Linked DNA regions of Mus musculus: regions 2, 3, 4, 5 and 6 are each linked to region 1. A link is a contact called in public ChIA-PET, HiChIP or PLAC-seq, Micro-C and promoter capture Hi-C data. All regions are on one chromosome and are shown on one strand. Each heading gives the region's core, a stretch centred on a gene start, on an enhancer-like site or on the middle of the called end of the contact. The rest is flanking DNA. Distances are from core to core; before and after follow the strand shown. Region 1 holds the start of Dgcr8 (DGCR8, microprocessor complex subunit). Region 2 holds the start of Slc7a4 (solute carrier family 7 (cationic amino acid transporter, y+ system), member 4). Region 3 holds the start of Hira (histone cell cycle regulator). Region 4 overlaps Klhl22 (kelch-like 22). Region 5 overlaps Hira (histone cell cycle regulator). Region 6 holds the start of Crkl (v-crk avian sarcoma virus CT10 oncogene homolog-like).

Evidence for each region. Promoter capture Hi-C pulls out the DNA fragments that hold promoters and counts their contacts. A called contact is a pair of places that touch in the nucleus more often than the background predicts. ChIA-PET counts read pairs in DNA pulled down with a chosen protein or histone mark. HiChIP or PLAC-seq counts read pairs in DNA pulled down with a chosen protein or histone mark.
Region 2: a contact with region 1 is called in a promoter capture Hi-C map of liver, with 4 times the contacts expected there. The contact joins the promoter of Slc7a4 here to the promoter of Dgcr8 in region 1. A contact is called at or near these places in 4 of 39 promoter capture datasets (hippocampal neurons, liver and stem cell-derived epiblast-like cells).
Region 3: a contact with region 1 is called in a Micro-C map of embryonic stem cells, with 6 times the contacts expected there. The contact joins the promoter of Hira here to the promoter of Dgcr8 in region 1. A contact is called at or near these places in 11 of 39 promoter capture datasets (the C10 cell line, the HPC-7 cell line, cranial neural crest and 8 more), 2 of 484 Hi-C or Micro-C datasets (both in embryonic stem cells), 1 of 115 datasets of contacts at active chromatin or transcription factors (embryonic stem cells) and 1 of 9 other capture datasets (liver).
Region 4: a FOXA1 HiChIP or PLAC-seq map of pancreatic cancer cells shows a contact between it and region 1. The contact joins the enhancer-like site here to the promoter of Dgcr8 in region 1. A contact is called at or near these places in 2 of 39 promoter capture datasets (both in liver), 1 of 484 Hi-C or Micro-C datasets (myeloid progenitors), 2 of 115 datasets of contacts at active chromatin or transcription factors (embryonic stem cells and pancreatic cancer cells) and 1 of 9 other capture datasets (adipose tissue).
Region 5: a promoter capture Hi-C map of the C10 cell line shows a contact between it and region 1, with 2.4 times the contacts expected there. The contact joins the enhancer-like site here to the promoter of Dgcr8 in region 1. A contact is called at or near these places in 5 of 39 promoter capture datasets (the C10 cell line, the HPC-7 cell line, cranial neural crest and 2 more) and 1 of 9 other capture datasets (liver).
Region 6: a contact with region 1 is called in an RNA polymerase II ChIA-PET map of memory CD8 T cells, with 6 read pairs. The contact joins the promoter of Crkl here to the promoter of Dgcr8 in region 1. A contact is called at or near these places in 1 of 39 promoter capture datasets (cranial neural crest) and 1 of 115 datasets of contacts at active chromatin or transcription factors (memory CD8 T cells).

The regions. Positions count from the first base shown.
Region 1 is chr16:18,287,816-18,290,865 of GRCm38.p6, reverse strand. It overlaps Dgcr8 (DGCR8, microprocessor complex subunit), which reads left to right and starts at 1,698. Exons shown (of 14, transcript NM_033324.2): 1 at 1,698-1,763.
Region 2 is chr16:17,575,279-17,578,277 of GRCm38.p6, reverse strand. It overlaps Slc7a4 (solute carrier family 7 (cationic amino acid transporter, y+ system), member 4), which reads left to right and starts at 1,607. Exons shown (of 5, transcript NM_144852.3): 1 at 1,607-1,638; 2 at 2,313-2,999. The coding sequence starts at 2,345. LOC115488657 (a long non-coding RNA gene) reads right to left here and starts at 2,399. Exons shown (of 2, transcript XR_003951946.1): 1 at 2,064-2,399; 2 at 1,521-1,864.
Region 3 is chr16:18,875,179-18,878,133 of GRCm38.p6, reverse strand. Hira (histone cell cycle regulator) reads right to left here and starts at 1,384. Exons shown (of 25, transcript NM_010435.2): 1 at 615-1,384. The coding sequence starts at 651. It overlaps Mrpl40 (mitochondrial ribosomal protein L40), which reads left to right and starts at 1,497. Exons shown (of 4, transcript NM_010922.2): 1 at 1,497-1,663; 2 at 2,727-2,810. The coding sequence starts at 1,611.
Region 4 is chr16:17,769,936-17,772,960 of GRCm38.p6, reverse strand. Klhl22 (kelch-like 22) reads right to left here. Exons shown (of 7, transcript NM_001359068.1): 3 at 1,092-1,257. Among named protein-coding and RNA genes, the nearest start is that of Klhl22, 12 kb to the right of the region's middle. Within about 2 kb of position 1,355, at least 24 of the 459 cell types and tissues checked have an H3K27ac peak or open chromatin away from gene starts, as enhancers often do. A contact at or near this core is called in pancreatic cancer cells, where this site is marked.
Region 5 is chr16:18,892,815-18,895,995 of GRCm38.p6, reverse strand. Hira (histone cell cycle regulator) reads right to left here. Exons shown (of 25, transcript NM_010435.2): 2 at 1,160-1,222. Among named protein-coding and RNA genes, the nearest start is that of Hira, 18 kb to the right of the region's middle. Within about 2 kb of position 1,910, at least 16 of the 459 cell types and tissues checked have an H3K27ac peak or open chromatin away from gene starts, as enhancers often do.
Region 6 is chr16:17,450,646-17,453,633 of GRCm38.p6, reverse strand. Crkl (v-crk avian sarcoma virus CT10 oncogene homolog-like) reads right to left here and starts at 1,649. Exons shown (of 3, transcript NM_007764.5): 1 at 846-1,649. The coding sequence starts at 1,156.

The DNA of each region.
Region 1 (3,050 bases), core at 449-2,948:
GACACACCAGAAGAGGGCATCAGATCCCACTACAGATGGTTGTGAGCCACCATGTGGTTACTGGGAATTGAACTCAGGACCTCTGGAAGAGCAGTCAGTGTTGAGCCATTTCTCCAGGCCAGGCCTTTCTTTTTTCTTTTCTTTCTTTCTTTCTTTTTTTTTTTTTTTTAAAGACAGGGTTTCTCTGGTAGCCCTGGCTGTCCTGGAACTCACTCTGTAGGACCAAGCTGGCTTCAAACTCAGAAATCCGCCTGCTTCTGCCTCCCAAGTGCTGGGATTAAAGGTGTGGGCCACCACTGACCGGCCATTTGCAATTTCTAAGAATTTTGGGGAGAAACTTTTCTATTTTGTTAAAATAGATACAATTGGGGCTGGAGAGATGGCTCAGTGGTTAAGAGCACCTACTACTCTTCCAGAGGTTCTGAGTTCAATTCCCAGCAACCACATGGTGGCTCACAACTATCTGTAATGGGATCTGATGCCCTCTTCAGTTGTGTCTGAAGAGAGCAATGGTGTACTAATATAAATAAAATATATCTTAAAAAAAAAAATAGATACAATCTCCCCAACCTTAGGGATATAACTCAGTGCTTTTAGCATTAACACAAGTGTGCTGAGACCGTGAGTTCTTCAACATGTTACCCTTTAGTCGTGTTTTTAGCATCCACTTTTCATGTCCAGCAGCAATTACTGAAGTGTTTGCCTAACGGCAGACAGTTTTCTATAAAATTTTTATTACACTTATTGACTTGAATCAGAACCTAAAGGAAAGCTAAACTATTTGAGGTTCTGGATAGTATAAATATAACTTATCCCCACCTTAGTCCCGGGCTTATAGCAATGAAGTAATGGTTTGTGGGTTCGGGATTTGAAGGGCTCAGGAACAGACCTGGCTAACTTCATTTTGTTTCTGAGTCACTTCTGTCCTAAAGAATTTTCCTAAGTCTCATACTGCTACCACGGGTGTCAGATGAGTCTGGAACTGCTTAAGTTTCTTTATGGTCTTTGGCACTGACACAAGTCTGCAAGGCCTACCTAAGGTCCACCCCAAACTAAAAGGACCCCCAATCGGCTCTGCTTCTCCTTCCTTTTTTGACACGGAGGATGCTGTAAGCACAGCGAACATTTTTAGTCATCAGATCTTTGTCCTTCCTGGTGTGATGATATTGCGAGTAAAACTCCTTTCCTATCCTCCGCATCGCGCATCTTATCCGTTGACTTTCTAGGATGGGTGTACCTCCAACATTGTCCTTGGGACGACCCAGAGCCGGAGGTCCATTGTCATTCGCAAACTCAAAAGTGACTATTGAGCTCAACAGAGGCCAGCTCATAGATGAGCTCCCAGCGTCCCTCGCACTCCCGCGCTCCCCGGCTCCCGGCAGCCTCTACGCGCCTCTCTCCCGGCGCGCCCCGCGGCCGCAACTCAGCCCCACCCGGAGCGACAGCCGTTAGAAGTGCCAGGCTTGCGGCTGGTCCCGCCCATCCCGGTCTCCATAGCGCCTCGCAATTGGGCCGCGCGCGCCTCGCGCTGCCGATTGGCGGCCGCCTCAGCCCGCTCCCGGCTCCCCCAATGCGCGGAGGCCGTGCGCCGTGATTGGTAGCCCTCCGCCAAGGCCCGCCTTCCGCTCGCCCGCGCGGCAGCGGGTCTCAAGAGCCGAGCGCTTTGCAAGGGCCTTCGCGGGTTGTGGCGGCGCCGGGGTCGGTGAGGGTCGACCGGCTGTGGTCGGGCTGCGGGCGGCTCGGGCAGGTCGCGGGCGCCACAGGTAGGTGCGGGGCGCGATGGGCGCCCCGCGGGCGGCGGGCGCTGCGGCCTGGAGAGGCTGCGCCCTTTCCTTCCCTCCTTCCACCCCCACCCCTCCCGGGCGAGGCCACAGGCCGGGGCTCGGGGCGGGGCGCGGCGCGCTAGGCGGGCTGGGCCACGCGGAGTCGCGGCCTTTGTGCAGTGGGGGCCGGGCCCGGAGCCCAGGCATCATGAACGTAGGGTGCTGTCTGCCTGGTAACGAAGCCCCCTGGGCGGTGGGCCCGAAGCCATTGCCTCGCCTTCTGGCGGGAGAGGTGTGGGCAGGGACACCTCAACGCCCCGAACTCCGCCTGTTTTGTTTGGAAAAAGCCAAGAAACCGCCCAAGTCTCCACCAAATTACCCGTGGATGAAGTGTCATGTAGCTTATCAGAATGTGGTTTTACAGTAACAATGAACGTTGTAGAAATAAATGGCAAGTGGCAACCTGTTGACAGCGATACATGTCAAGTAGTATCATCCAGTGGATTTGGGTTGCTGATGGTAGGAATTTGATTTGCCATCTTGCATGCTTGCATGTACCTTATTGCCAGATGCAGAGATGTCCTGTGTTGGGTTGTTGACTCTTGTATGCCAATCACTATTAGGGTGCCCACTCTCTGCTGGCTCAAACTAGACTCCCAGCCTTGGAAGTGGCTCAGTTCCCACTGTAATCCATCACTAACCGAAGATAGTGAAAGGCTGGCCCAGCTAGTGTGGCCTTTCAGTTTAGAATAGGATTTGCGGGGTGACAAAGGAATTGATGAGGTCATACTGCCTTTGGGTTGAGCGGGAGGCTGCAGCTGTAGCACTGGCCATCCGTTCAGCAAGTAGGAGTTGTTCACATGTTTTGGGTAAGCCCTGTGCCAGGGTCCAGGGGAGCCAGCAGTGGGTCTGACTTGCTCACAGTCTAATTGGCAAATCAAAATCTGCATCCATAGGTCCAGTCAGCTGAAGAATAGTGAGGTTTACAGGCAGGAGGGCTACCCTTTGAGCTGTGTTGCCAAACATGTGGAGCAGGCAGTTCACAGTGGCTGTCTGAATTTTACCTTGTGAGAAACATGATTTTGACTGGTTTGCCCAGTTTGGCCTTCTCTTGTCATCATTCCCCTCCCATGTGATCCTATGTACTTTTCACATCAGTTTCCTTTGACATCTTCCATGACTCCCATCTCCAGTACTGTCTGTCCTCCCTTCTGATCTCCAATCTCCTGCTTCTAGTTGTCTATTCCACTTTAACACCAAATAGGTTGATTCACTCCAAGAGATAAC
Region 2 (2,999 bases), core at 358-2,857, 710 kb after region 1:
CTTGCTCAACCTCATAACTAGAAAGTAGAACACATTGCTGCATCGCCCAGCGTTAGCATCAAATGCCAGTTGTATGCTGGTGCTTATGGTGGCGGTGAGATGAGGTTAGCACTACAGAAACGCCCAGGTCTCTCGGTCTGCTTGCTTCTTTCTAGGCTTTTGTGGAAGTGTCTCATGATGAGGAGCACTGGCTTGGTTAAGTCCAGGAAGTGAGGGCGAGGAGATGGGGGAGTGCGCTAAACAGCAGCAGCACCTTCAGATGATGTTGGCTATCAGGAGGTCACAGTGTTCCAAGTGTCCCTGTGTATCTGGAATGTCACCCAACCGCTTTGTCCTCATCTGAATGAGTCATGCAGACTGCATCCTAAGTTTCCAGTAATCATCCATAAATTTGAATATTTGTGTGTATGAAATATAGATTTTTAGTGGTGTATTTATATCACTCTATCATCATATATAATCAAGTATATATTATATAGTTGTATGTTTATTTTATTGCATATACATACTAACTACATTAGATATGTATTGTAGGTCAAATATATAAAGTTCTGGGAGAAACATGCCTACCTCGGTTTTGCCCGACTTGGCTTTGCTGGGCTATTGTCTTGCTGTCAACAAGTCAGCACCTCACCACATATGTATTGCCACACATACATATATGAAAACTATGTATACATACTTATACATGGTCTTCAATCTTTTGATCCTCCAAGTGCCAGAATTACAGGCATAGGTCACCCTACCTAGCTGCCACCTTTGTTTTCAATCTGAGAAGAAGAGAGAGAGAAAAGATTCCTCAGAGCTAAGCATAAGCGGACTCTGGAGATTTTATGCCGTAGCTGACCCAGGCACCCTGATGGCGGGAACGCTGGTGACAAATGCGGAGAGCTGCTGGCTATCATGAATGGAGAGTCCTTTAAGAATGTCCAGGTCCTGTCAGGTGCTCTGAGGCTGTCACTGATATTTGAGGGCCTAAGTGGCAGTCCTGCTGTAGAGTTGCAAGCTGTCTTCTGATGCTGGCTACTGTCCTTTTATGGGACACTACCAGACAGACAATAGCTTTGTAAATTCTGCCAATTCACAGAACACGTCCGGAAGGCTGCCCTCTCTAGCCTAGTGTGCAAGGTGCTTACTGCCACTCCACTGAGGTTTAGAGTGCCAGGGTCACTCTGCCAGACCCCTGTCTTCATCTCACTGTGCTGGACATTTGCAGGCTCCGTGGTGGGGACCTGGACGTTTTCCAATTGTAGTTGTGTTGGGGTGGAGGGAGATCAAGGAGAGTAATTGCTCTGGGGCGGTATCAGGCTTGGCTCTACCCCCAACCTGGACCCAGAGAAGGGGCTCAGCAGGTTAGTCGAGCAGGCTTCCTCACCTAGGGAGGTGGATGAAATGTGGAGTAAGCCCTAGGACCCAGGTCAGCTCTAGTCTCGATGTTGGAAGTTTACTCGCTTAGAGGGTTATTCTGATACGTGACGTGGTGCGGTGCGGGGACCCTGTACAGAACCCAACCAGTGATGTGAGTCGTGAGGCTCGGGTTTATCTGGCGCCTGGCAGCGAGGGGCGGGCCCTGCACGCAGGCGTTGTAAACTAGTGGGGCAGGCGCAGTGCGCACGGTGGCAGCGACGGCGACAGCAGGTGGGTCATAGCGGGTCTGGAGGGACCGCTGCTGCGGGAACGTAAATGCAAGAGAAGGCTTGGGCGTCTAGGGGCACAGGGACATGGCGGAGGCAGCTAGCCTCAGCAGCTGTGGCTGCGGAGCATATGGCGAGGGGAGGTGCACCACAGCTTTCACATCCGGGAATCGGGAATCGGGGCCCTTGCAGCTCTGGCCTCCTGGCTTCAGGTGAGCTGTTCCTCCAACCTGGCAGAAGAGGGGGTGATCGCTTTTCTCTGAGGCCATGTCCCTTTGGCCACGTTCCCGGCTGCAGGAGCGGCTCCTGTTCCGGGTCCTGACAACCTGGCACTGCTCCAGGGAAGCCTCCCATTTCTTCTTGCTCGTGGTGCAGCCTGTTCCAAGCCTGTTCTTAAGCAACCTCCCACTCACTCACAGAACCACCTACCTGGTTCGCAGGTCCGCTGCAGGTCTGCTTCTCTCTGCCAGTTCCACTGCCCTGAAAGCTGACAGGAAGGACTTCCATGCGTTCTATCCCTCTGCCCACAGTCCCTGACACGCGTCCCATTCAAGCCTTCTAAAGTAGGTCCATGGTGCAGCTGACCTGGGCTCCTAAGGAGAGGAGGCGAGGACTGGGGTGGGCTGTCTATGAAAGAATGGAGGATGGTTGGTTATTCCCGCTGTCTGTCCCCAGTAGGTTCCAGAAACTGGTTCAGTACTCCGTCTGCCATGGCCCGGGGACTGCCCAGTACTGCCTGTTTGGCACGCTTCTGCCAGAAACTGAACCGTCTGAAGCCACTGGAAGAGTCTAGCATGGAGACATCACTGCGGCGCTGCCTGTCCACACTGGACTTGACTCTACTGGGTGTGGGTGGCATGGTGGGATCTGGGCTCTATGTGCTCACAGGCACAGTGGCCAAGGACATGGCTGGCCCCGCTGTGCTCTTGTCCTTTTTGGTGGCCGCTGTAGCCTCCCTGCTGGCGGCCCTATGCTATGCAGAGTTTGGAGCCCGTGTGCCCCGTACTGGCTCAGCATACCTATTCACGTACGTGTCCATGGGGGAGATATGGGCATTCCTCATAGGCTGGAATGTGCTTCTAGAATACCTCATTGGAGGTGCCGCTGTAGCCCGTGCCTGGAGTGGCTATTTGGATGCCATCTTTAACCACAGCATTCGCAACTTCACGGAGTCTCACCTGGGCGTCTGGCAGGTGCCCTTCCTAGCTCACTATCCAGATTTTCTGGCCGCTGGCATTTTACTCGTGGCTTCTGCCTTTGTCTCCTGCGGAGCCCGAGTCTCCTCCTGGCTTAATCACACGTTCTCAGCCATCAGTCTGATTGTGATCCTCTTCATCATTGTCCTGGGTTTCATCCTGGCCCGTC
Region 3 (2,955 bases), core at 135-2,634, 590 kb before region 1:
CGGATCCAAAGTCGCTTGTCTCCTGTGCACCACTGGCCCCAATCTTAGTCATCTGAAGCCCCAATCCTTACATTAAACGTGGTTCTTTCGTGGTCCTCCGTAGGACCTGAGCCCAGGCCCTTCCCATTCCAGGATCGCAATAGCCCGAGTGGGGGCACTGTCACAAACTCCAGGCCTCAGAAAGGGCAATACAGCCAGTAAGTATCTCATGCAGATTCACCGAGCCGCTGAAAGGCCACAAGGGGGATGTCGCCCCAGTTTCATACTCACAACCATCTGAGCACATACTGGATGGTGAAGCCGGATGGCAGCACCAGGTCGGTACCCAAGCCGGCTCACCAGAGCCAGGCATCCCAGATTAAGGGTGGGCGGCGCAGGACACAGCGCCATTGCCTGAGGCAAAGGCGGACTTCGCTGCAACCAGCCCGAAGCACGTGCCCGGGCTCGCCGGTGTCCCAGAGCCGGGGACAAAGTCTGCTCCTGCCCGTTCTGCAGCTCCAGCACCCGGCACCAGCGTCTGGACAAGGTGGGCAGGACTTGAGCACCGCCGCAAGCCAATCCCAGACCCCACCCCGATGCAGGTTCGGCCGCCCACGACTCCTGCGTGCACTCACCATTGTGGTTGACCCAGGTTGGCTTCAAGAGCTTCATTGTTCGGCCGCTGCCGGGCTGAAGCCAGAGCCGTGTCCCTCAGCACGCCTGGGCCATGGAGCTGCCGCAGCTTCCTCCCGCGCCGCCCGCCCTCCGGCCGCCGCCCACCCTTGCCCTCAGCGCCGCCGCGCCATCGCCGGCCCGTGCCCCCAGCCGCCGCCACAGCCGCCTCCTGCGCTCGGCCGCCGCCGCCGCCGCCACAGCCGCATCCCCTGCGCCGCTCCTCCTCCGGCGGCTCCCGGGCAACGCCGGAAGTCACGGCGCGCACCTGCCAAATCGCCCCGGCGGGAAACCGCTCCCTACGCGGACCGGGCCGCCTCGGTTCTTCGGTAGACAGGGGGGGGAGGACGGGGATACTCCGCTGCCACTGATGTGGTCGCCGATGAGGGTCGGTGTGAGCAGGCTGGCAAAGCCTTGAGATCCCGCCCGGCGATGCAGAACCAGGGTGGTGTGCAGATCTCTAGTTCTACCTCCGCGGCTCCGAGTCCAGCTTAGTAACTAGCTTCCGCCATCCATCAATTCGCGCTATTGGGCATCTCGCGAGCGCCAGCCGGGCGGGCGCCAGCATGCATCTAGCGGCAGACGGCAGCGGGCCCTGAGCTCGATTGCATGCATAAAAGAACTAGGCTGGTGAAGGATAGGGGGCCAGACGGGCGCATTTATTAGAAGAGCGGGGCGTTTTCATAGATGTAAACACATAGGCCAGGCGGAGCAGAGAGCAGGAAAACACCGCAGCATCCACAGAAGGCGGGACGCCCGCAAAAGGGCGCGGCGAAGCCACCGTTGCTTGCCCGGGGCGGGGCTGCGTCGGGGGCGGGGCCAGCTGCGGGCCCGCCTCTCGGAATCCCAGACCCGCGAGTTCCGGGCCGAGGCCTGCCAGACCCGACCGGGTACCTCAGGTCGGACCGCCCAGGGGCGTGCTCCCGGAAGCTGCCCGCCAGCGGGTGGCGTGAAAAACTATGGCTACCGGGGTGATGCTGTGTGCTGCGCGGGCTCTGCGGCCTCGGAGCTGGTGAGTGTAGCCGCGGGTGGCAGAATACCCAGGGCGCGTGCGCGGGCTTTGCCCCGTAGCTGCTCGCTAGTGCTCGCAGATTATTTCTGGGCATGAGCCTACCGCATCTGTTGCGGATGAAAATCCGAACTGGAAGTGTACTCACTTAACAGGCTATTTGCCTAACAAGTGTGAAGCCTAAGTCGTGCTTAAGTGGTGGCCTACTCCTGCAACCCCAGCACTATGGAGGTGGAGGCTAGGTCAGAAAGTCAAGGTCGTAACAGCTGCATACAAACCTGGCTATATTACACCCCATTTTTAAAAAGAAGAAAAAGACGCCGGGCGTGGTGGAGCACGCCTTTAAACCCAGCACTTGGGAGGCAAAGGCAGGCGGATTTCTGAGTTCGAGGTCAGCCCAGTCTACAAAGGGAGTTCCAGGACAGCCAGGGCTTTACAGAGAAACTCTGTCTCAAAAAAACCCAAAAAAAAAAAAAAAAAAAAAAAAAGGAAGAAGAGCAATGTGTTTTTAAAAATCCAAGGATATGTTTTATAGAAGGGACGTATAGTACAGTGGGAGGGGGTACTTTACTCAGTGGTCCACACTGAAGCATCCCTCCTTCCTTCCTCGAGGTACCAGTCATATACTAGACAGGTCTAGTATAGAATAGAGTTTATTTGTGGGTATGGGAAGGGGAATTGAGAAGAGAGTAGAGGCAGAGAAAGAGAGGGGACAGAGAAGGGGAGAGAGAGAGAGACAGAAAGAAACAGAGAGACGGAAGAAGAAGGAGAAGAAGAAGAAGATCCTGCCAGAGCAAGTAAAGGCTCTGCCCCAGTGAGAAACAGAGTTCTGTAAATTCCTCACTTTGACCTTGCTGGCCTAATACAAATGAACTAGACATGGTGGAGCAGCTGAGGCAAGAAAATTGTCTCAAGTTGCAAGATAGCCCGAATTAGGGAGACTTTTGTCTGAAAAAAATACAAAATAGATACTTACAAACATCCTCCGGGTTTTAGGAAGACCTATAGTTATGTGTATGTGCCTTCTCTTTCCCCAGATCTTTATACATACCCTTCTCTCCTTCAGGATCCCTGGAACCTGCCAGGCACACGTCAGACACACCCACCAGAGAGCTTCCTTACTGGCCTTCTGGGATCTCATCCCCATGAGGTAAAATCCAGCATAACCCTTAGCTCTTGGGGTATGAGAAACACGTGTATGCATATGACCAAAACAAAGCAAGAGTGCCCAACCTTGGGTTAGCAAGCAGATTTCAGTCTGTGGAACTAATAGTTAAATTTAAGTGGATGCCTCT
Region 4 (3,025 bases), core at 106-2,605, 520 kb after region 1:
GGTACTCAGCTGGCTGAGGCCAGATTGTAAATGTACAGCCTGTGTGTAATACTTTAAGACTGTTTATAAAATTAAAATAAGAGAGAAGAGTGGACAAACACAGCTGATGGGCAGGAAAAGTTTGTGTGTACTGCAAGACATGGGATTTTCAAAGTCACTAGACATCACAGAACATAGGCCATCACAAACACGATCCTCCAGTTGGACAGCTTGTAGTTTTGTTTTGTTTTTTTTTCATACAGGAAAACCAGGCCAGAGGAAGGAAGCAGCAAAGAAGGAAAGGACAAGCTAGGAATGTTTGTTTATGCCTACAATCCCAGCACTCTGGAGGCTGAGGCAGGACTGCTATGAGATTAGACATCCTAAGCTACATATACTCTAGGCCAGACTGGGTGATCGTGAGCTTATCTCAAAATGAAAGAAAAGATGGGGCTAGAGAGGTGGCTCAGTGTTAACACTGCTGGCTGCTACAGAAGACTCTGGGTTTGGTTCCCAACAACTACACAGCAGAGCATAATCATCTGTAACTCCTGTTTCAGGGGACCCAACATCTTCTTCTGGCCTCCACAGGCACTATACACATGTGACACATGGACAGTATATAGGCAAAACACCCCTACAGGTAAAGTAAAATAAAATAAAGGAATCTTAAAACAGGGGGTGGGGATGATGAGACGGTTGCACAGTTAAAAGTACATGTTACTCCTGAAGAAGACCTAGTTCAAACCCCAGCACCCATATGGTGCCTCACAACCATCCCTATCTCCAGTACTATTAGGCCCGATGTCCTCTTCTGATATGGCACACATACATACATACATGCATGCAGGCAAAATACTTATACACATAAATAAATCATTTTTTTAAGTAGAAAAGAGTCAAGAGCAGAAGAGGGGGGCAAGCCAAGGAATTTGGGGTCACTCTGCTTTAGTTCCCAAGGCTCAACAGCAAGGTGCCCCCCCTGCTCCATAATGTTCCTCATTACTTGGCGTTCCTGCCCTCTTCACCTAGCTCATACCAGCAGTCATCACAGGTGTCTGGGGAAGCCCCCCATAGGTCTCAGCCTTCTTGATCAACAAGGCAACTCTCACCTGAAGTTGGCAGGCAGCAACCAGGGTCTCCTGCACATTGCTCAGGCTGAGCTCTAGTTCAGAAGTGTATATGAAGTGCAGGATTTGGCACATGGCATTGTAAGACACACCGTGGATCAAGACCTCTTCCTGCTCCATCTCCTTCAATCCCCCAGCAAACATTCCTCTGTAAGGCAAAGAGACAAGGCACTAAGAGTTACTCAGTCCAGAACTTGAATGTGAGCCACAAAAAACATTCAGAAGGAACCAAGAGTCAGTGGTGGGGCTGCATGTGGGAACATTGATTGCTCTGTGCTCTGAATCAACAGTCTGAAAGGCGGAGTGAGTCTATGGCAGGAGCCTGACCAAGCTGGGCATTCCTCCTGGAAATCACTTGGCTCCCTTTCCACTGTCCCAGGAACCCTATACTCACTTTCTGGGAGCAGGCCAGTACCTAGTTTGCATGTTGCATCTTCTACTGGTTCTGTTCTCAGTCAGACAGCAATAATTAAAGTTCATTCCCAACAACTGCACGGTGGCTCTCTACAATCATCTGTAGTGTAATCTAATGCCCTCTTCTGGCATGCAGGTGTACATGCAGATAGAGCACTCATACATTAAGAACAAACAATAAATGAATTATGTACACTTAAGACCAGATTATTTGAAACCTTGAGTTTACCGGCTAAAGGCTTGCTGACAGACTGATTCTAGGAGGACATAAGGCCCTTTTCTGGGCAAAGCAGTTAGGCAAATAAAGAGAACTTCAATAGGAACTGGTTTAAACAAAACAGTTGAGGGTCCTGCCATGTCACATTAAGATACTCAAGTAGAGACATTGATCAGGTATTACAAGGTAAGAGGCAAATGACTAAGACCAAACATGTTCTTATTACTGTACACTATAAGTTCTGAGCCTACTTACAGGTTTAAAAATCTACTAAAACCCCACCATCCCTGAGCCCCTAAACCCACCAATCCCTGAGCACAATGTTCCACCAATCTCCAGGCTTTGCTTGAAATTACACCAGTCCTCGCCCTAGAAACTTCTCATCCCTCAAATGCTATATAAACCTGTCTTTTGCTCAGTTCCCTGCTGTTTCTCCCCTTAGCAGAGGCAGCCACCATTTTGTGTCTTTTCCAATGAATCTCTTGTGTGAGGTTTGTTGAACAGCGTGACTTTGTGGTATTCCTTGGTTCAGGACTGTCAGGATACTTTTCCATTCAGAGCCTTGACACTTAGAATTACTATCACCATCATTATATTGTTTTGTGTTGCTAAAGTAGGACAGAAGTTTCCTACTACTGAGCTACATCTCCAGCCCTAAAATGGAAGACTAAATATCTCAACCAGCATTTTTGAGAACTACTTTGACCTTTCACCTATATTTTAACAATGTAACAAACAGACTTAAAGCTACAGACTTAAAGATTTAAGACCTGATAATATTACTCTGCTACAATGTGTTTCCAACTAGAAACAGTCAAAGACAGAAGTTTGAGATTGCCTGGGTGTGGTGGTGCACACGTTTAATCCCAGCACTTGGCAGAAGAGGCATATGGGTCTCTCAATTGGAGGCAGCCTGGTCTCCAATTCAGAGCTACAATTCAGCCAGGGCTACAAAGAGAAACTCTGTCTTAGAAAAACAAACAGAACAAAACCCAAAACTGAGAAGTTGAGATGGTAATGATATATTTTTTAAAAGGTATCTTTTGCACACTAGTGGTGGTAGAGGAGTCAGGGCACACCTTTAGTCCCAGCACTTGGAAGGCAGAGGCAGGAGGATCTCTGAGTTTGAAGCCAGCCTGGTCCAAGATTAATGACATCCAGACAATGAAACCCTGTCTCTTAAGGAAAAACTGCAACAAAAAACAAACAAAAAAAGGTGTCTTCAGGTCCGGCAGTGGTGGTGTGCGCCTTTAATTCCAGCACTTGGGAGGCAGAGGCAGGCAGA
Region 5 (3,181 bases), core at 661-3,160, 600 kb before region 1:
GAATTGACTGGACGCTTTGAGACCCAAATTTGAAATGTGCCCTGAACACAGGAAAAAGGGCTCATTACCTTCTTATCTGCCCTTTGCAGTCACCTATAGATGGAGATCAACCAAAAGAGGGAATTTAGGAGGGTCATAAATTGATGCCAGCTGTACTGAAAAGTCTATCTATACATTATACTAATTATTTTTGTTTGTTTGCTTGCTTTCCATCACTATAGTTAACACAAGTCATGAAAAAAAAATGAATGTCTGAAATGGATGTTCCAAAGTAATGACAAAATGATTTAAACCTCTTCTTCAGCCGATATGTAAAAATATTTCCTAATTATCCCTCTTAGACCAGGGGGAAAAACTTTTTCAACCACAACTGCCTTCACTCCTGCCTCTGTGCAAATTGCCTACTGTGAGCCCCGCCCCCTGTAGCACCTGGAAGGTGGGGGCGTGGCCTTGAGCAAATGCTACTTCTTATCACTATAAATAAAAACTTTGTTTTCTGGCATTTAAAAAAAAAAAAGGAAGTTGTTTTACGTCTTTCCAAACAGAGCTATGTTATCTCAATACCACAGTAGATGCTGAATGGAACACACTGATACTATGGATGCTATTTTCAAATGCTCTAGACATTCTTATTTTCTCATTAACACAGTCAAATTCCTTTGTCCAGAAAAATCACAGTGTAGTCATGCATTCAAATGAAAACACTGACAGAATCCTTGCCTCTCTGTAACTGGACTTTGGGGGGGGGGAGGACACCCTCCTGCTGATTTATATCTAATACCAGGGGTGCACCAATTTCATTCTAGCTTTAGCTTAATAAAAAGCTTTAATTAGAATGATAAGTCAGCTGCACAATATTTCTAAGATCACCCTACAGACCCCAAAAAATGTTCATCTTCAAGTCGGACTTCACTTTGTAATCTAGGCTACCTAGAATTTCTATCTACCTGTCTTCCAAGTGCTGAGATCACAGGCCTATGCAACCATATCCAGCTCAAAAAAAAAAAGGTTGTGATTTAACTAACCTGTTCAAACTGTGCACTTTAAACTGAGTCACAGTCATATTACAAAGCAACAAGTTGTCTCATTACAGCTAACCATGGATCCAAAAGAAGCAGAGTACGGCAACAGGGAAGTGGTATTCACTCTACAAACATACCTTGTCCTCCAGTTGCAAACTTGGTCCCATCAGGGTGAATATCAACTGAAAAAATTGGCTTCCCTGGAAACAAAGAAAAACATATCAAGCTTGGCTTTTATTCACTAGAAAACAATAAACTTTTATTTTTAAAATATTGATTACTCAAATAACATCTCTAAATTTACATCAAGGACAAAGCAGCAGGCTGCAGATGAAATTACCTGTAAGAATGGGGAGATCTAACAGCTTTAGTTAGTCAAAACTGTTAGACTCTCCAAGCAACATTAAATAGCTGAAAACCCAACAGAGACTAAGTATGTCATCACTGAAAGCAAGAGACTACAGCATTGCTGGGTACTTCCTGGGGACCTGAATATATAAAGGCAATAAACTGTAATAAAAGCTCAAGTCACAAGCTCCTGTGAAAGGACCATATCTCTACCTGATGACATCTCCCTCAGTGTGAGTCTCACTTGGCTGACAGCTTGGGAAGAAGGACTCTCCATCCTTTTCTGACTGGCTGGCTGTCATAAGCAGGTCTAATGATGTATTATAGCCAAGGGCCCTCCCTTCTCTTGTTAAGATTTTAGTTCCTGACAACGGTCCTGAAAGTCTATAGTTACACACATGGTGTGTAGCAATTCCAAGATAAAGCACTCAATCTTGGAGGGAAGCTTGGAACACTCATAATGTTCTGAAGGGAGGTAAAACATTCCATACTCACTGAAGCTCCTTAAAACTAGAAAGTAAACAACAAAAACCTCAAGAAACCTGAAACCGACTTAACCTTACTTAGTCACAGGACATACTCGTTCCCTTCCTCTCCAAGAGTGTCTAAGCAGTAAAGCCTACTGAGAGACTTTCAGAGCAGCTGAGTTGCCTAGAAAAGGCTAGACCAACTGAGCATGCTGGAAGAGATACTCTCTAGTCTATCAAGCTGCATGCAGGCTGTGTGGTACACTTCAAGTTCCAGCTTTCAGGAGCTGTCACCCATGCTAGGGTGGGCTTTCGGAGATGCAGCTGTCTTTGAGTTACATACTCCTGTATGTAACCCCTCATGCATACTCCTGCAAGTAATCAAAAAAAAAAAAAAAAAAAAGGGCTCACCAGGTTGGACTTTGATGATATCCTTTGGTTGGCCATTGGTTCACATCTCCCCTGGAGTAGTATAGAAAGTCTACTCTCTCAGCATCCCCTGCCTGGACCTCTGTTTAAGCATATACTCAACTACATTCAATAATCAGTTCCTAAGGGTAAACAGCTAAAGCAGGCTCTTAGAAACAACCAAGGGCCCCTCTGCATCCAGGCTTGGCTGAGGCAATTGGCTTGCAGGACAGACCAAGTCAGGCAATGAAACCAACACCGAGTAGTTTGTGCAAGGTAATCTAAGGACCCTGGGCCTAGTTGGTATCTGTTCATGTCCCTGGTCTGTTTCCAAGACCAAAGCAACAAAAGCTGCAGGTTTCATATTAACTGCTACTGAATTTAAACTATATCATCAGCCTGTGAGTGACAGGTTAGAAGTATGACAGTCAACTAAACATCAGCAACTACTGTTGCAGACAGGGACAAAACGTCATAAGCTCTAGAATTTCACAAGTGATAAGGTGATTACTTATCACTTATTAGAGCTCCTGGTGTCTACCTGAGGGAAGCTGTAAACCCTGCCAGGGACCCCACACCATGTGGAAAATCCAGTGCAGGTACCCAAAGGCAGTAATCAATATGGGTCCTTGGTGATGCGCCCTGGCATCATCTTCCAGAGTCTTATCTGTGTGATCAAATCAAGCATAACAGTGAAATATCTTTTCATTCTTACTGGTCACTGGGTGGCAGGTAGTAGGAGAAACATGAAACAGGTGTGCCAAATACAGATAGAAACCTTTGGAAAGTTTAGCAATCACTACGTGTTCTATGGTCTCCTGTATTCAAATTAACAATAGCTAACACTTACCCTGTCATTATACCGGCAGCCTTTGCCTGATCCCCAAGTCCTTTCAGTGATCTCCAGGCTAATCAAGAGCCAAACTAGTCAAGTCT
Region 6 (2,988 bases), core at 400-2,899, 840 kb after region 1:
AAGCAAATTATAAAATAATGCATTTTACTTGAAAAAGAGAACACTTGGGGATCAATATCTTTCTCTTTAAGACAGGGTCTTGCTACAGCTCAGTCTGACTTGGAATCAAGGTCCTCTTTCCTTAGGGGACTAGGGGTGTGTATCTATCTCAGCTAGCTCTACTTAGGGGTCTTTAAAGCATATGTTAAACCACTAGACTTAATTACAAAAAAAAAAAAAACTAAAATTGAATTAATGTAGAATTTAGGTAAATACACTTCCCACCCCTGAGGAAGGAACGGTGAGGATACAAATTTCTTCAAATATAATCCCACTGTCTTCTCTTGGTAATCCCAGTTTTAAAAATGAGTGCTAGAGAATCAGATTCTGAGATTTCTACACTTTCGATCCATTTTAAGGATTATTCCAAAGGCCGAAGGCCACTTTGTAACCTAAAGTTAGTTGAAAAATGCAGGAGTTACAAAAACCTTAAATGGTGTACAAGAATTTCGAGAAAGGAGGAGTCATGGCTATCTTCAGAATCTCAAGGAAGTCTATATTTTTAGCGTCGTTAATAAGCATTCTGCATTAGTATTACAGTCAAGTAAAGTGGCAAAACTGTGTATATATGTGGGGGGTTAGGGGTGCATTTAAACAATGCAAGCAGCACTGCTAAATGTCTAAATAAAATGCATCCTTTCATCCAATGACCCAGATCCTGATATTGGCCTTATAATCCGAATGTCTTCTGATTTAGAATGAGGAAAAGGAGTTCTATCCCCTACCCTACCCCCAAAATTTAATCTTTGACCGACCCTTCGCATCCGGTCAAGTTCTGAACCGGAGAAGGGCAGGAGCTCGCGTACCTGGGCGCCGGTTCGATTAAGGTGGTAGTGTCCAGGTAGTGGATCTTGTAGAACTCTAACAAGGCCGGCAAATGGTCAAACTCCTGGTCCCCGATCTTAAAGCGGCGGTTGGGCAGGGAGTTGATGATGTAGTGCGAGACACGCGAGTTCTCGGACACGGACAGTACATAGTCCCCGGGGCAGGTAGATGAGTCCCGGACTAGGAACATGCCATGGCGCTGGCCTTGGAGACGAGTCTGCGCCTCCTGGCGAGTCACTGGCCCCATGTACCAGGCAGAGCGGTCTGAAGAATCAAACCTGGCGGAGGACATGGTGTTGGGCTCGGGGATGGGCGGCGTCTGCGGCTCTCTTGCTTGGGAAGCCTTTACCCGCTGTCGGCTTTGGGGTCGAGGAAGGGCCTCTCAGAACACTTCGAGGAACAATCAGAGGGCTTGGTCAGGACGTTCCTCTAGGCTCCGGGCCCCGCAGCATCCTCCGCCACCGCCCTCCTGCACCGGGCCGCCTCACGGAGAGCCGGTCCGGGAACACTGGGCAAAGCCCCGGGGTCGAGGTGGGCGAAGCTGAGCAGTAGCGGAGGCCGCCTCGGGCTTCTCAGCTGGCCGGAGTACAGGGGAGGCTCCAGTGACTTCTGTCCTGGAACCCGCCGCCGGCTCCACAGCCTCAAGAGCCTGCACCGATCCCCGCGGTCACACGAAGCACCGCACTCCAACAAGAGTCGCGCCTCCCGAGCAGTCTTACCCAGCCCGCTCCCAATAGCCACAGCAACAAAATGGCGGACGCGGGAGAAGCAGCCGGGCACCTCCCCCTTGGTCCAGCGCATTCAATCTGCGCACGCGCGGAGCTGGGCTCTACCCCCTCCACCGCGGAGGCCCTTCCTTTGACGTCACTGGGCGCTGCCAATCAGGAGTGCGTTCGCGAGGGTCCCAGCGTGAGCCACTCGCGCGGGCTCCCGCGTTCCGGGAGGAGGCAGAGGGTCAGGCCCTTCCTGGACCGCAAAGCAGCCGCCGAGAAGCTGCTGCTGTCAGGCTTCCCGGGCTTGGCAGGAAAACAGCTGGAGCCGAGAGGGAACAGCGTTTTGAAAACCTGTTTCTGTGAACAAAGCGTAGAGTGGTTGCTGAGTGTCCGGCCAAGAAGGCGTGGCCGTCAGATGATTGCGAGCCAGAAGGCCCTGGTAAATCAGGTGGCTCAGGAAGGGCATGACCTAGGGAGTGAGGTGACCATCAAATAGGTTACTGAATAACCTATCAAATAACGCCTGCCCTAGGTGATCCTCCTTGGTACACGTGGAATGATGGTGAAGATCAGTTTGACTAATACTTTACGAGGAGGACAGTGTGTTGGTGAGGATGACTGGACACTACCGGCTGTAAAGTGTAACAAGTGAAATGCAACACCTGTGTCTGGCCTGAAGCCTGTTGCTCTGCAACAGTTCATTTCCTGCCATTCCACGTTGCTCAGTTTCAGCTCTGCCTCCCTTGACATATTTCTCCCTCCAACCCGACTAGTACCTATTTATTTAATTATTTGTTTGGTTTTTTAGAGACGGGGTTTCTCTGTGTAGTCCTGGCTGTCCTGGAACTCACTTTGTAGACCAGGCTAGCCTCGAACTCAGAAATCCGCCTGCCTCTGCCTCCCAAGTGCTGGGATTAAAGGCATGCGCCACCACTGCCCGGCCTATCTATCTATCTATCTATCTATCTATCTATCTATCTATCAAGATAGGAATTCTCTGTGTGGCCCTGGCTGTCCTGGAACTAACTCTGACCACCAACAGGCTAGGATGAAATTTTAATACCACAGAATACTGTCTTATTTACCTATATTTTGCCTGCCTTAAATCCACATCTAGTCTTGAATGATCAGAAATTTGTTAAATGAATGACTATTGTGAAAAATCACCACAAAAACAGATGCTGGATTATTGGTCATAGCATTCCCAAATTAGATAAACAGGAAGGCATGTCCCAAGCCAGTGGTGGTGACACATACCAATAATCCCATCACTAGGAGATGGAGGCAGGAGGATCATGAGTTCAAGGCAGCTGAGCTCTATGAAACCCAACAAAAATGGGGAGGAAGTTAGGGGAGGGAGAAATCTCAAAAGTGAGGAATACAGGAGAACTCCTACTTAGATCTCTATCAC